Regions from separate parts of the Hordeum vulgare genome. Here region 2 is linked to region 1. A link is a contact called in public Hi-C data. All regions are on one chromosome and are shown on one strand. Each heading gives the region's core, a stretch centred on a gene start, on an enhancer-like site or on the middle of the called end of the contact. The rest is flanking DNA. Distances are from core to core; before and after follow the strand shown.

Region 1 (7,242 bases), core at 1,411-3,910:
TTACGGATCGGCGTCTGCGGGTTCTGCTCGGGCTCCACCGCGACAACCCGCAAACAGAAAACTGCAAATCTCGCATTTGACATAGGGTTTGGTAAACAAGTACAAATTCAAACGAAATAAACAGTTTGCGTGCAAATAAAAGCGAAGTTCATTACGCAAAAGAGGGCATGCAAAGGTTTGCGCCAATGTCCGGCATCATCTTGGGGTCCGATCTTCACTATGTGCCATGGAATCCATATTGAAGTTCATCGGCACCACCGAATCCACATCCGTCGGTTGGAACGCTTGTTCCAACTCCCGCACCAAAATCATCTACATTGGCACCATATGGCGCAGAGAAAACATCACCGGAACTGGAACACGGACCGGTCGAGGCAACCATTCTCCTCTTCAAGATCCCTCTACTTGCCATATCAGGCCATGTTTTGGTGAGGTCGTCCATGTCATTGCGGTTCATTTACATGATCTTGTTCTCCTCGGCGAGCAACAATGACATCAATTTGGTTTCAAAGGTGCGTGCTTTTCTCTCCTCAATGGCAGCTTTGCGGAGCCCCTCTTCCTTGAGCATTTTCCATTTTTCTTGCTTCTCTTTTGCCTTCTTCTCGGCTAACTCTTTCTTGATCTCCAACGACTTCAACAACATCAACTCGTTTGATTGCACCATGGCATCAATCTTCTCCCTCGAGCTCGCTGCTTCTTGCTCTCTCTTCATCTTCTCTTTAGTCTTCTTGTCGCCATCGGGCTTGTGCAAATTTCTTGGGCCATCATCATCCTTATCTTCATCCATGTTTACAAGTGAGCCTCTCTTTAGTGGGGATCTCTGTCGATCAACTTCCACGTGTCGCACTTTTGGAGCAACTCCCAACAATGCTCTAATTTGAAGAATTTGCCTTCCGAAGCTTCCATGTCCTTGTATCTATGTTGAGCAATCTTGTCCTACAAAATATGAACAAAATGATGCAATCATTTCCCATGATACATTATGATGATAAACAAATTGAACAAAGGAAAAACAAACTCACATAGTCGGACTCCACAGTTGCAACTTGGAGGTGCATTGCGTACTTGCTCCAAGCTAGCTGCCCAACGGCTGCACATAGGTTGATATTCTCCCAACGCCCTTGAAGTGACCGAAATATGCGTGCAGTCCTATTAGGATACATTTTCATAATGCGGAAAGTATTGATCTTCAATCCTTTGCCAATATCCCTTGGCGGTTTGAGAAACACCCGTGCATGCATCAAGAGACACCGCACTCCATGCTTGGATCAAAGCTTGCTCTTCCAAGATCGTGTAGTCCTTCGATCTTTGGCTTTTCCCACCCCTTGCTTGCGATTGCTCAAACGCTTCCGCTTCGATCTCCTCCAATTCGTCCGCAACACCATGATCATCCACGCCACCGTCCGTTTCATTGTAGTTGAATGGTTCAAAAGAGGCTTGATCAATGTCAACCGCGTTCGTGTCCAACATGTTCATGAACTCATTTGTTGCATTGTTCGAACCACTTCTATAGCGAACGATGACAAGTCACGAGCTATCAAGACTAATGGCGAAAAATGAAAAGGAATCGCCAAGACCAAAGAGGCATACCTTCCGGCCATTTTGTCGAACACCTCGGCCGCGGGGGGAGCGGAATTGTTCAACGGCATCGCCGGAGCACCTCCTTTGCGGGGGGGGGGGGTGAAGTCAGAGGTTGAATAAGGTGGTTTCCTTAAAGCCGGAACCTTCCTCGCTTTACGGTCGTGGCCTTGCCGGCCTTCTACGCCGCCGGCCGGAATCGCACTGCGGCGTTGGCGCCCGGAGCGCGGACCGTCGCGGCGGGTGCAGCCGGGTTCCCGCCCTGCACGACCACGGTGCCCTGCCTCTTTCAGGAAGGCGCAGCGTGTGTTTGGGCACGGCGGCGGGGGCAATATGGCCGACGACGAGATCCACACGAGGGGAAGGAGCATGCGCGACCTCGACGGTGACGGAGGACAGCATGGGGTCCTCCATGGCGGCGAGGAACGGTCGGGGAGGAGGAACCGGAGCTTGCGGAGGGGTGGCAATGGTGGCGGAGGGTGCGGGGAACGGGGAAAGGGCGCGCTGAAATGTCCCTCCCGCCAAATCTCGCGTCGGATAGGGGTTGAGCTCGGGTCGGCCTCCCAGCCCGTGAAGATGGAGGTTGAGGAGAAGATTTGTCGCGTCCCGCAAAAAATAATGCGGGTCGGCGCGGGATGCGGGTCTGCTCGTGCGGATTTTCCAGCCCCGACCCGCAATTTGACAGTTATTTTGCGGGTCGGGACGGGACGCAGGGTCTGCTAGAGTTGCTCTAACTCTTATAGACAAGGGATACCATTGTCTTCTAATGATTCAACATTAGAGGCTAGTTTTTTTGCTGACTTTTAGAATAAGCTTAAATAAGCTACTCCCTACACAACTTATTTTAAAAGCCCAATTCAAATTATTTTTTAAAAGCCTATTAATTATGTAGGTTTCTAAAAAATAATTTAAATTAGGCTTTTAGAATAAGCTGGGTAGACGTAGCTTATTCTAAAAGCCAAAAAAGCTAGTATAAAAAAACTGGCCTAGATTGGTTCACAATTATGTAGAGATGGCGTAAGTCACTTTAACCACCAAACATATCTCCATCCGGGTCCCACTGGCATACTATTAATCTCACACGCTGCCGTCTTTTCTGGAAAAAGTCAGTTTGACCACTAGAAAAATCTATATACGGGTCCCACCGACACATAACTTATCTTGCACACGACAAATTTTCGTGAAAAAAAGTCAGTTTGACCACCAGAAATATCTCCATCTGGGTCCCACCGGAACACCACTTATCTCGCACGATGGCTTCTTTTTGTGAAACGTCTTGCATTGATTTTTTGACTTTTTTCACTACCTTCTATAAATATAATAAAAATAGATAAATAAGTATTAGTTAATATAATGTTTAAGAGTAGGTAAGTTAATAAAATAATCCGTTAACTAAAATAGATAAAATATCCTAAAGCAGTGTATGACAGCTGGGTCCCACCCCACTAATTAACTTGATTAAATATTTATTTAACTTTAATACTATATGTGCCTACGACACAGGGACCCACTGATCATATTTAGCCAATCAAACCATGTTGACTGATGATGTCATGCTGACATCACAACCGATGTCATATTTAATTATCTATTATAATCAAATCTGTTAATACCTAAATATTAATAAAAACTTTGAAAAATGATATAATATAAATCATAAGTCAGATGAAAATATTTTGAACATGAACGTTCATCTGCAAAACGAGATGAGTCCGGATACACTATCCGTTCGTGTGTCACGCGTCCCTTGCATAGAAAACGTGAAACTTTTTCATCGTTTTCATCTGACCGTTAGTAGCCAGAGACACGGGAAATATCATCCGATATTTTCCTCACCCATCTACGACGGATAGCACTGCGTTAGCTCATACCTAACCCTGCTTTGACATGTCATGCTTAATGTTTGTATCGGTGCTATATTTATTGTTTCTTCTCCCCTCTTCTTACCGGTCCCGAGACTGACGCTGCTGCCAGGTACATCTACCCTCCTGATGACCAACCCTTTGCCGCAGAGCAACAAGGCAAGCAAACCCCCCTTGATCATTCCTATATTGTCCATTTCTTTCTCCATCATGCTTGCATTAGAATTTTGCTACTGTTGTAGTTAGCTCCTATATCTGATGCATAGCCTGTTTTTGATGAACTGCTACTTTCAGTACTGCACCTTAAAACTGTTTAGTATAGGTGGAGCAGTCTTCCCCTCTGACCCCTTAGTCCAGTCGCCCCGCTTTATTGTCGAGTCTCGATCCCTGATCGATGAGCCAAGACCCGACACAGCACTTACACCCTCCCTTAGTTGTACGACCCTAGAGAGCTACTATCGGGTACCGAGGGTGACACCTCGCGAAGTACTCATGATGATATCTCTGTAGTGCAGCTAGTCGGTCGTGGTTATCGAGGGTGATTCCTCCTTCACCACTCCCGACTACGACTCTGTCGTGCAACCCCTCAAGTGTGAGACCCTCGAGGGTGATTCCTCTAAGTCCACCTTGACGGTTCCATCGTTCGGGATCCAAGGAGGATGATGCCTCGGATCCCCCTGATGTTACAACCACACAGTTACTTGACCATGTTACTAGGAACATTGCTGAATAAATGTTAGGCGGGTCGATTCCCGCGTGGATGTGCCGTTTAGTTATTTAAAATGTTAATGGATTTGGGAATTTGACCTGGGTTGGTCGGAGACCTTTTTGCACTTACCGGCTACGCGGAAGAAGTTATGGGTACTCGACGTCGTGGTATCAACCGAAGTTCTTCAAACGTCAGCAATGGAGCGGCGCGCGCCGAGTGGTCCTGAGATGCATCACGATTGTACTAAGGGGTGCTAGGACTGACATCGGCCGCCCACGCATCATGCAGGAGCGCAGAGGAAAAGTGGCCCCACGAATCCTTTGTGCTTAGGATTTAGACCGGCGGGCTAGCCTTTCTGTTGAGTCTAGGTGGGGCTGCGACGTGTCGATATTCCGAGGCCAGGCATGACCCAAAAAAGTGTGTCCAGCCAGAGTGTTATCGAGCGTTACGGGAAACTTGGTGCACCCCTGCAGGGATGAAAATTAACTTTTCGGATAGTCGTGTCCACGGTTATAGGACGACTTGGAGTTGTGCCCTGATCTTATACAACTATAACTGTTACTTAACTGGAATGTTTGCCCTGAGATTGCTTCCTCGCAGGGAGTCGAGGGAGAATCTCTGGGTGTGACCTCAATTTAATATTGTTGCAACAATATGATTATTATTTGTGTTACGTGTTCTACTCTCGTCTATTGCTGAAAGACCCCTAAAGATGCTAGTCTTCGATAGGACTGGGCCTTCCCTCTCTTTTCGCATTGTTGCAGTCAGTCCACATATAACCTCTTTCCTTGATACTGATGCATACTTAGCATAGTTTTGATGTCAGTCTTCCGAGTACTTTGGGAGTACTCACCGTTGCTTTTGCTCCCCCTTTGTCCCCTTGATCCGTTGCTGCGACGAGATGATGGAGCCCAGGAGATGGAGTATCGCGCTGAAGACGAGGAGTAGTTAGGAGGCTACCAGGCAGGAGGCCTCGCCTCGTTTGATCGTTGTATCTTTTATGCTAGCCTTCTCTAAGGCACCCCGTGTTTAATGTATGTACTCAGATATTTGTTGCTTTCAATGACTCGTGTGTTTATCGAGCTTCTGTATTCTAGCCCTCGAGGCCCCTGGCTTGTAATATGAAGCTTGTATTGTTTTATTTGTGTCTAGAGTCGTGTTGTGATATTTTCCCGTGAGTCCTTAAGTTAGATCGTATGCATTTGCGTATATGATTAGCGTATGATTAAATCGAGGGCGTCACACAAAGCTAACCGAAGGAAAAACTAAGATATGTGTTGCTCCTGGAAGTGCAGGCGCCCAATACTGCAAACGCGCGATAAGAGGCTTAGCCGCTTTAATTATTTGTTATTATATACTAGCAAATATGCATGTGCATCGCAAAGGATGAAAACAGTCCCACACACCTTTACTCATTCCCTGCAAGGCTAAAGACATCACGAATACCTCATCCTCATCTCCATATCCTAAAACAATAGACATTCGCTTGTCTTCTTTGTCGTCCTTATCGTCGATGGTCGTAGTATGAGTTGTCACTAATCAAGATTGGCCATGTTCAATAGCTGGATCACTGAGTCACCTTCGTGTCCGACGAGATCAAGAGCATTGGGAAAAAAAATTATCACCCAGCTAATATAATAGGTAAAATCATAATATATGTCTATGTTATCATGTAAATTGAATAGTTTGTGTCACATAGACCATAAATCCTTAGTTGGACTTCTCGTGCATTGAGACGGATGTCACCAGGTTGAATGAGGTTGGTCATACATGAAGACGTGATGAAGAAAAATATTCCTCCCATATCCTTAATTTAATAAGTTGAACTAAAACAATGCATATGTGGGTATATTTCAAAAATTCGCCAAGCTTTACTAGTAGGTATATATTGAAGAAAATGTTAGCTACAGTTTTCAAAAATTGGTAATGTTTTGAAAAAATGTTGTCTTTTCTAATTCAATGTTCAAAAAATATTTGTGATCTTAGAAAATGTTTGCAAATTCATAAAAATAAATTTCACTATAGTACCTCCTAGTTTTAGAAAATTGTCCATGTTTAAATAAATAATCAGGTTAAAAAACGATTGTTTCTTCCTTTAAAAAAATGTTCAAGTTCATTTATTTTTGTTCACAACTTTACAAAATATTCGTGTTCTAAAATATATTTTTTTTATAAAAACAATTCTCTTTGTATTTAAAAAAAACTGTTGGCTTAATTTAAAAGGTCACGCTGCTATTTAAACACGAGGTCTGGTTTGGGACAGTCGCTAGCAATTGTTTTTTTTTTTAAAGACGCTAGCAATTGTTGCTGTTCAACGTGAGAGATTGAGCTCGATTCCTGGCCATGATGTATTTTTTCTTTTTCTTGTACAGTTTCGCTAATGGGCCGGTCCATCTTTGCTGTGAGCGTTTTTTTGCAGAAACAAATCGGGAGAACGTGGGTGGAAACGGAGGAAAATTCTTGTGGGTCCCACAATAAACGAAAATTTTAGGGAAAACAGTCCTCCCTTTAATATTAGGTAGAGAGTAGAGATTAGCGTACATTACATAAGCAGTTAAACTTTGAAGATACAGATGAAATCCTATGAGCACATTTAATTGTTGAAGCCGCATTCTAATTTCTAGCTTATCATGGTCCATTTGGTACTTTAGAGCAACTTCAACGAGGCAACCCATTTCATACGCTGCCGTTCGTTCGGGGTCGTCCGAACAAAAGGATGACCCAATGCCGACTAATTGCCAAAACGCGTCCGCACCGATCCATTTTCAGCCCAAATTTGGGCTGAAATGCTTCGCGTTTGCGGACGTGCCCTTTTGGTGTCCGTCCCAACCACTCGCAGTCAACACAATTTATGACGGTCGCCCTCCTCGGGTCCACGCGTCAGCGGGCGCGGGCGTCCTTTTTTAACCCACGTGTGCGGTTGGTTCCGCCTCATCTGCTCCCAGAACCCACCCGTCCCCATCTCGCCACCTCGTCGGCGACCAAACCCTAGCACCGCGTGCCATGGCCGACTCCTTCCAAAACAAGGTCAAGGACCCCGTCTACCCCCGCGCCATCTCCCTGCTGGCGTGTCAGCGTCCCGGTGCACCAAGC
Region 2 (7,242 bases), core at 2,019-4,518, 110 kb before region 1:
CGAGAAGGGATCAACTCCTTTGACCTTAGGAGTGAGAGAGAGGACAACACAATTCAGCCTTGAAATGTCTACCGTCCTCAAACAGAAGCCCTGGATGATCACACACACCAACTGGTAGAACACCGCCCAAAACTTTTTAAAGAAAGCAATAGAGAACCCATCAAGCCCAGGAGTGGATTTGGACTTAGAGGACGAGACAAACACCTCAATTTCATCAGAGGAAAGGCTAAAACATGGTAGGCATTGTCCTCATTAGTTTCCCGGAACTAGCTTTCCCAGAGGTTATTAGAGATAGAGAATCCCGAAGCAAGCCTAGCAGAGAGAATCTCAAGGAAAAGATCATGAGCATGCTGGAGGAGGGCATCACGGGACGACATACGCACTCCTTCGACCAGAATATTATCAATGAGGCAATGACGCCTCCTACCGTTGGAAATAGCAAAGAAATAGGCCGTCAAGGACTCCTCTTTGACCAAAAGATTATTAGTGGAGCTTCTACTCGCGGCCCGTCGTCCTCGGTGCGCACTCCTACGAGCTCAAACTCGCCTGCTGCGGAGCTCGCTGCTGCTCCTAGCCCTCTGCCGCGGCCTTATCCTGCACGTCACCCTGTCTTTTAGTTCCGATCTATCATAAATATGATTAAAATTAGCGAGCAACTAGTGGTTTCCGCAAAAAAGTAGATCCAAATTAGTGGTTTTTTCGCACAACCTGTAGAAACGTATTCCGTGCAAACCTAGCCTTATGTGGCTTTTGCAATTCACTCCTCCTTGGTGAGAAAATATAACATCGTGCAAACCTAGCCTTATGTGTCTATCTTCGGGATTGCATTTCATGTAAGAATGAGTAAGGGTGTACCCTGAATAAGATGCTCCTTGGTGGGAAAAAATTTAAAAATTAAAAAACGTTGGATGCCGAAAACAACTTTATTACATATAAAGCAAAGATAACACGTTGGAAAAAACATATTCCCGCCATACACCGGGGGGGGGGGGGGGGGGGGCGTCCCCGTGTCTAGAGTGCATACGTGCACATACCCACCATTGTGCTATTGTGTTCTGTCTTTTGGAAGGTTTCAAAGTGTTTCAATTTTACTCTATCGGTTTCACTGATATTATTTTTGTTTTATTTTTTGTTCTAATCAATTTTTTTGTCTTATTTTCCAATTTGTATGCGTCATTTTTTGAGGATCAAGTTGGTCCTTGCCAATAAAGATATGAAGACTACTTTATGGTCTAACATTATTACCAATAAATTATCCTATTATGCTTCGTATTGTAATCCCTAAGGAAAAATAGCTCCATGAGTAAAATCGTGTGTCATGATGAACCCTGCAATATATTGGTGATGAGTATACAAAGTAACTGGAGTGGTAAAGCCTTGTGCTTTTTCATACGACCGGGGTTGCTCGAGTACTGGGCACGGCTCCGCTATGAGCTACTGATGAAGCTAGCGTAGAAAACACTCTATTAGTGTACAGTCATGGTGTAAATACGTCTTGTGCTTTAGCCCAAATAAGGCCCAAGAAACTTTTGCTTTAACCAGTTGAATAAAATATGTTTTTCGGTAGCTTAGACATGCGCGTAAAGAGAAATTGCCATGGAAGTGAACCGAGGACCCGAGAGCAGAGCACATATATGTGTCGTCTTACTCTTGTGCCATTGTCTTATGGTTTTAGGAAGGTTCTAGAACATTTCTGCCGGGACTTAAAAAATAAATCTCAAACAATATTTGATGTATTTATTATTTTTCCATATTTAGTTCATGAAAAAAAATTCATGGGAGTACTTTATTTTTTGGAATATTTATATAAATTCATTATAAATACTAGAACCTTTCAAATTATTCACAAAATTTTCAAATTCTGGATGTTTTTAAATTGATGAACAATTGTTTTAATTTGTAAAAAAATTCTTTAATAAAAGTGGGAATGTTTTTTAAAAATTCTAGAACATTTTCAAGTTACCTAACACATTTAAAATTCCAGAATATTGTTTAAAATCATAATTTTTTATAACTCTTTCAAAAACTGCAAACATTTCTTCAAATCTTGTGTAAAAAATGTCTTATATTTTAACACAGTGAGAATAATTTTTCTAAATGGTAATAGTTTTTCAAATTCTTTAATACTTTTTACATTCATGGACCTTTGGTGTCCTGGCAGCACGTGAAGTGGTGCGTCCAATAGTGGCCACGTGTTGCATTCTGGGTGCTCTATTTGGATTTCCATTTTTTTTATCTATAGTACATGTTTTAGGGTTTTAGATAGGTGTGGAGGGGAGGGGCGAAGGGTCGTGTTATCGGTTCCGCCTGGTTTTCTGTAGGTTTTAGAGACAAAAAAAAGGTTCTAGTTTTTTCTGCATCGAGTCACAGATTTGGTTCCATGAGAAACACATATGTGATTGTCAATAGGGGAAAAACTATGTGCTTCCATGAGAAGCACACATTTGTTTCTCATGGAGTCATAGCTATGCTTGAATGAACTGTTCTTCTTGAAATAAAATGTGCTTCTCAACAAGAGAAAATGTATGTGCTTTGATGAGATGCACATATTTGATTCTTGTGGAAGCATAAATTTGCTTCGGTAAGAAGCATGGTTGTGATTCTAAAAAAAATATGTGCTTCCACAAGAAGAAGATATTTTCTTCTTGTGGAGCCATAAATTTGCTTCCGTTAGAAGCAAGGTTGTGCTTCTAAAAAAAATGTGCCTCCACAAGAAGCAGATATTTTCTTCTCATGGAGGCACAAATTTGCTTCCGCGTGGAGCACAGTTGTGCTTATCAAAAGAAAAGAAAAAGTGGGGAAAACTGTGTTTCCATCTTCTGTTTTTTTTCTTCATTCCTTTTCTGGTTACGAGTTATTTTGGTTTTCACCTTTTCTTATTTTTATTGCTTTTATGGTTTTTGGGTCCCTTCTTCAGTTTTTTTCCTTTTTTCGTGTAAAAACTGGTCAAAAGCTATGAACATGGGATGTAGTCTAAAAGATCTCGACGCGGAAAATTCATCGAAGAAAAAAGTTCAGGATTCGAACTTATGGTTCAATAGATAAAACATTTTGAATAAATAAATTTATGTAGAAAGGAGAAGAATCATAGGTTGCTATGTAGAAGTGAAACACATGCAATGTGCCACTTGCGAGTGTTTATGAAGGTGAGAATGACGTGTGCAACTGATAACTTTTTATTAGTGATTTCGCGCTATAGGATCCCGATACAACGGTGCTACAAAGGCCAGAACAAGCAGGATAGGCTTATTGAGTTTTAAAATAAACGACGTCGATGTCGTTGGGCCAGTCCATGCTGGAAATATGTAATTAGTCGTCCTTGGTCCTTCATAGTGTTGACGATCGACCCATGCCGCCTGAACCACTTCCATTAAGTGCGAGAAACCAGCCCATACTAACAGCTAGGGATTATCTAAAAGAAACATGAGAAATATTGTTAAATACACGATAAATATTTTATTAAGACACAATGAATATTTATTTAAATAAATAATTAATATTATCAAAATTATTGATGATTTCTCTTTATACATTTTTAAAATTTAGTATTCTCTCTGATCCAAATTAATTGTGCATCCTTAGTACAACTATGTACTCAAGCTTCGACAATTAATATAGATCAGAGGGATTACATTTTTTCATATATATGTATTTCAGAATATTTAAAATCTATATCAAAATGAAAAAAGATGAGCCATATATTTTTCTTATATATGTATTTCAGAATATTTAAAATATATACCAAAAGGAAAAACGATGAAACCCAACGGTAAAAGAAATCAGCAAACCATAGTAAGCCGGCACCAACTAGCTATCAGATACCCATAATCGGCTAGACCACAGCGCATGACGCGAGCAAGCGATCGCTCCATGCTGCTCACGGCAGACAATGCTATGTATACACTCCCTCCGTCTCAAAATAAATGTCGTTAATTTAATATTAAGTTAGTGTAAATTTAGTATTAAATCAACGGCATTTATTTTGGGACGAACAGAGGAGGCCTCCTATGCACCAGTCATTGCGGCGAACTGCCGAGCGGATGCACAGGGGGTTCGCCAGGCTGGGCCGGTCCAGTTTTTTGTTTGTCTAAAGAAAATCTGATATTTTCCTTTTTTGTTCTTTTTTTGTTCCTTTTTCCTTTTCTGTTTATTTCCTATCTTTTTATTATTTTTTGGTTCTTTTTTATTTCCTTTTCCTTCTATTTTCAAATTTGAAGCAAAAACATTTTTCGAATTTAAAGAAAATTTTCTAAAAATCCAGAACATTGTTTAAATTTATGAAGGTTTGAAAAATGACAACTGTACGAAATTTGGAACATTTTTTAAAATCAAGAAAAGTTTTCAAAATTTCAGAACAATTTTTGAACACTAAACTAGATTATAAATTGTACAAATTTTTGATATTTTAATTTGTTTTGAAATACCGAAGATTTCTCATAAAATAACGAACATTTTCTAAAAATACCGAAAACTTTTTGAAGTTATGATTTTTTTTAAAAACGACAACTATTTTCAATTTACAACATATTATTTTTTAAATAGTATTTTTTGCGAATTTGAAAAACAATTTTCTAAAATCCAGAATATTTTTTGGAAATCCAGAACAGATTTGCACTTATGAACAAAGTTTGAAGAATGGAAATTGTTTGAAATTTGGAACATTTTTAAAAGCAAGGACATTTGTCGAAATTTAAGAAAAAAATCGAATACAAACTTAGTTTAAAATTTAAACAGAATTTTTATATTTGGTAGATTGTTTGAAAATACCGAACATTCTCTTAAAACACCGAACATTTTTTTGAAAGTCCCGAATATTTTTTATGTTATGAATGTTTTTTTTAAAAGCAACTATTTGAAATTCAGAACATTTTGGAAAAAAGCAAAAAACATTTTTGAGTTTGAAGAATAATTTTTAAAAATCCAAAACATTTTTTGAAACAGAAACAGAAATGAAAAAAAGGAAACGGAAAATAAACCGGATCAAGGACCTTCTAAAACAAGAAAATCCTTCTGGAGATGTTTCGCTTGAATGGACTGGTCCAGTTAAAACGATCGCTCGATTTTCCCTATGCGGAGCCTCGACACCAAGATCACTAAGTCTATGTAAATCTTTTCATGTGCATTTATTCTCACTCTCTCACATGGAATGCAACCTAGAGAGGAGGTGCCTGGTACGGCCGACAAATGCTACAGCCCATCCAGAGCCTATAGATATTCATGTTGGGAACCAGAGGAATTCTATAGCTCCCGCGATCACGAGGACAAAGATGCGAGCAGGAGCAACACATGCCATATGTCCAATTATTTATTTAATCGTGGAACACGATCACCATATCGTTTACTCCCTCCGTCCCAAAATAAGTGTCTCAACTTTGTAATTAGCTCTAATATAAAGTTGTACTAAGCTTGAGACAGTTATTTTGGGACGGAGAGAGTATTATTTTATAGATCAACTGAAAACTCAAGCCACATGTGGGCTAGTCTTGGCTACGGGACACTGGACACAATAGCAGGCACCGGAAAGAAGACGTCCACCACGACACAGGCCGCCCGTGTATGACTCCAGGAGACATTCTGCTGCGCAGACAACGAGGAAGCACGGCCCTTCGTTTATCCTCACTTCCACACAGCCTTTTGGAAGCGGCTGGGTCAATGGAGCCCGAGGATGAGGCAAATGACCAGTCACTGGAAGTGGATTTGGATTACCCTTTGGAGAAGTTTGAGGAGAAGGAGCCAGATGACTGCTCTCCTGACCAGGAGGAGGCGCCACGAGACCGCCGCCACCTGCATCCAAATGGTGTTCTCCTTTCATTGGGCTTGTTGTTCAAACCGAATACAAAATTAACAAGGCAAATACAGAATAATTAGGACGATAGAACGATCAAACTTATGTTTGATTCTCGTTCTCTAGGCCTTGTCATACGTATTTGATAACCCATTCGATCGGTGTCAGATGTACACTATGAAGTCATCTATAATACTAGTTTATGATACCATGCACTATGAAGGTAGATACCGTAACATATTTAGTATGTGTCATGCATGTCAATAAATGAGGTCATCTATAATACTAGTTTATGATACTATGCACTATAAAGGTAGTATCATACAATAGTATCATATACATGATACTACTATATGATACTCCCCACTATGACCAGCCTTAAGCAATATCATATGCATTTAATATATGTCTTATATATAGCTCCAATGCATTCCATCTTATTGTTGTATTGAAAACATCTCTCATTTAATGTGTGTTGTGAAAGAAAGTAGGACTTTTGTTGGTTTTGGTGCTGATAAACTTTGAATTTAATCACTAATTTTCTACTGAACTTTTTGCTAGTACATAATTTTCCACCCTGAATGGATTTTAGTTATTATTTTTTTCTATCAACATATATGGATTTTCTATAATAAATAGAGGGACGTCATGCATTTATTCAAAGGCTTTAATTCATTAAGCATAGAGCCCTCCAGGCCCCCATAGTACATGTTGGGAAAACTTTATATCCTTAGGGTATCTTTATGCTTAATTTATGTTGTTCAATAGAGTAGAGAAATTTTTTTGCATCCATTACACAATCTAAAAACATATGTATAACGGAAATTTGTGAAGAATGAACCAACAATATATAATTCAACCCCAATTGAAAAAACAAGCTTCAGGAGCCTACCTATCATTATGTTCACCATCACATTCAAACATGCTCTGACAACTGAACATGGAGGTCAACCTTGATTTAACTAACAATGTTATAGCTTTTTGTTATAATGAAAGGCAACACTTTTGCACTCTTTTGCACATAATGGAAAGGTTACCATTAATAAACTCCTAAATGAACAACAACATGGATTTTTTTTTTAGAAAAGGAGGATATACCCCCGGCCTCTGCATCTAGACGATGCATACAGTCATTTTATTAATTATTCACAGAGACCATACAAAGTAATACATCAGTCAGCCTGAAGCCACCATCTAGACAACACACGTTGCTACTCCTATTCCTTGATGAAGGTGTGCTGAATATCCGGGCCAAATACCAAATAGATATCGCACCAAATCCTAACATCTATAGTCTGATGCTCCAGCCCAACCACCACTGAGACTGGATCCCAAACTGGTCCGGCGCAGAGGCCGCCTCCACCATCTACCACCGTACCCTCTCCAGAGCTAGAACAAACGCATCATCCTTGCAAGGTCTGCCGTCGACGCCACCACGGTGCCAGACAGCGCCACCA

Evidence for each region. Hi-C and Micro-C count contacts between places; a contact is called where the count stands out from the background.
Region 2: a Hi-C map of leaf shows a contact between it and region 1, with 5 times the contacts expected there. The contact joins two enhancer-like sites. A contact is called at or near these places in 2 of 6 Hi-C or Micro-C datasets (leaf and seedling).

What each region holds. Positions count from the first base shown.
Region 1 is chr7H:621,572,254-621,579,495 of MorexV3_pseudomolecules_assembly, reverse strand. No RefSeq gene overlaps it. Among protein-coding and RNA genes, the nearest start is that of LOC123410328, 6.2 kb to the left of the region's middle. Within about 2 kb of position 2,660, at least 1 of the 3 cell types and tissues checked has open chromatin away from gene starts, as enhancers often do. A contact at or near this core is called in leaf, where this site is marked.
Region 2 is chr7H:621,685,592-621,692,833 of MorexV3_pseudomolecules_assembly, reverse strand. No RefSeq gene overlaps it. Among protein-coding and RNA genes, the nearest start is that of LOC123409912, 13 kb to the left of the region's middle. Within about 2 kb of position 3,268, at least 1 of the 3 cell types and tissues checked has open chromatin away from gene starts, as enhancers often do. A contact at or near this core is called in leaf, where this site is marked.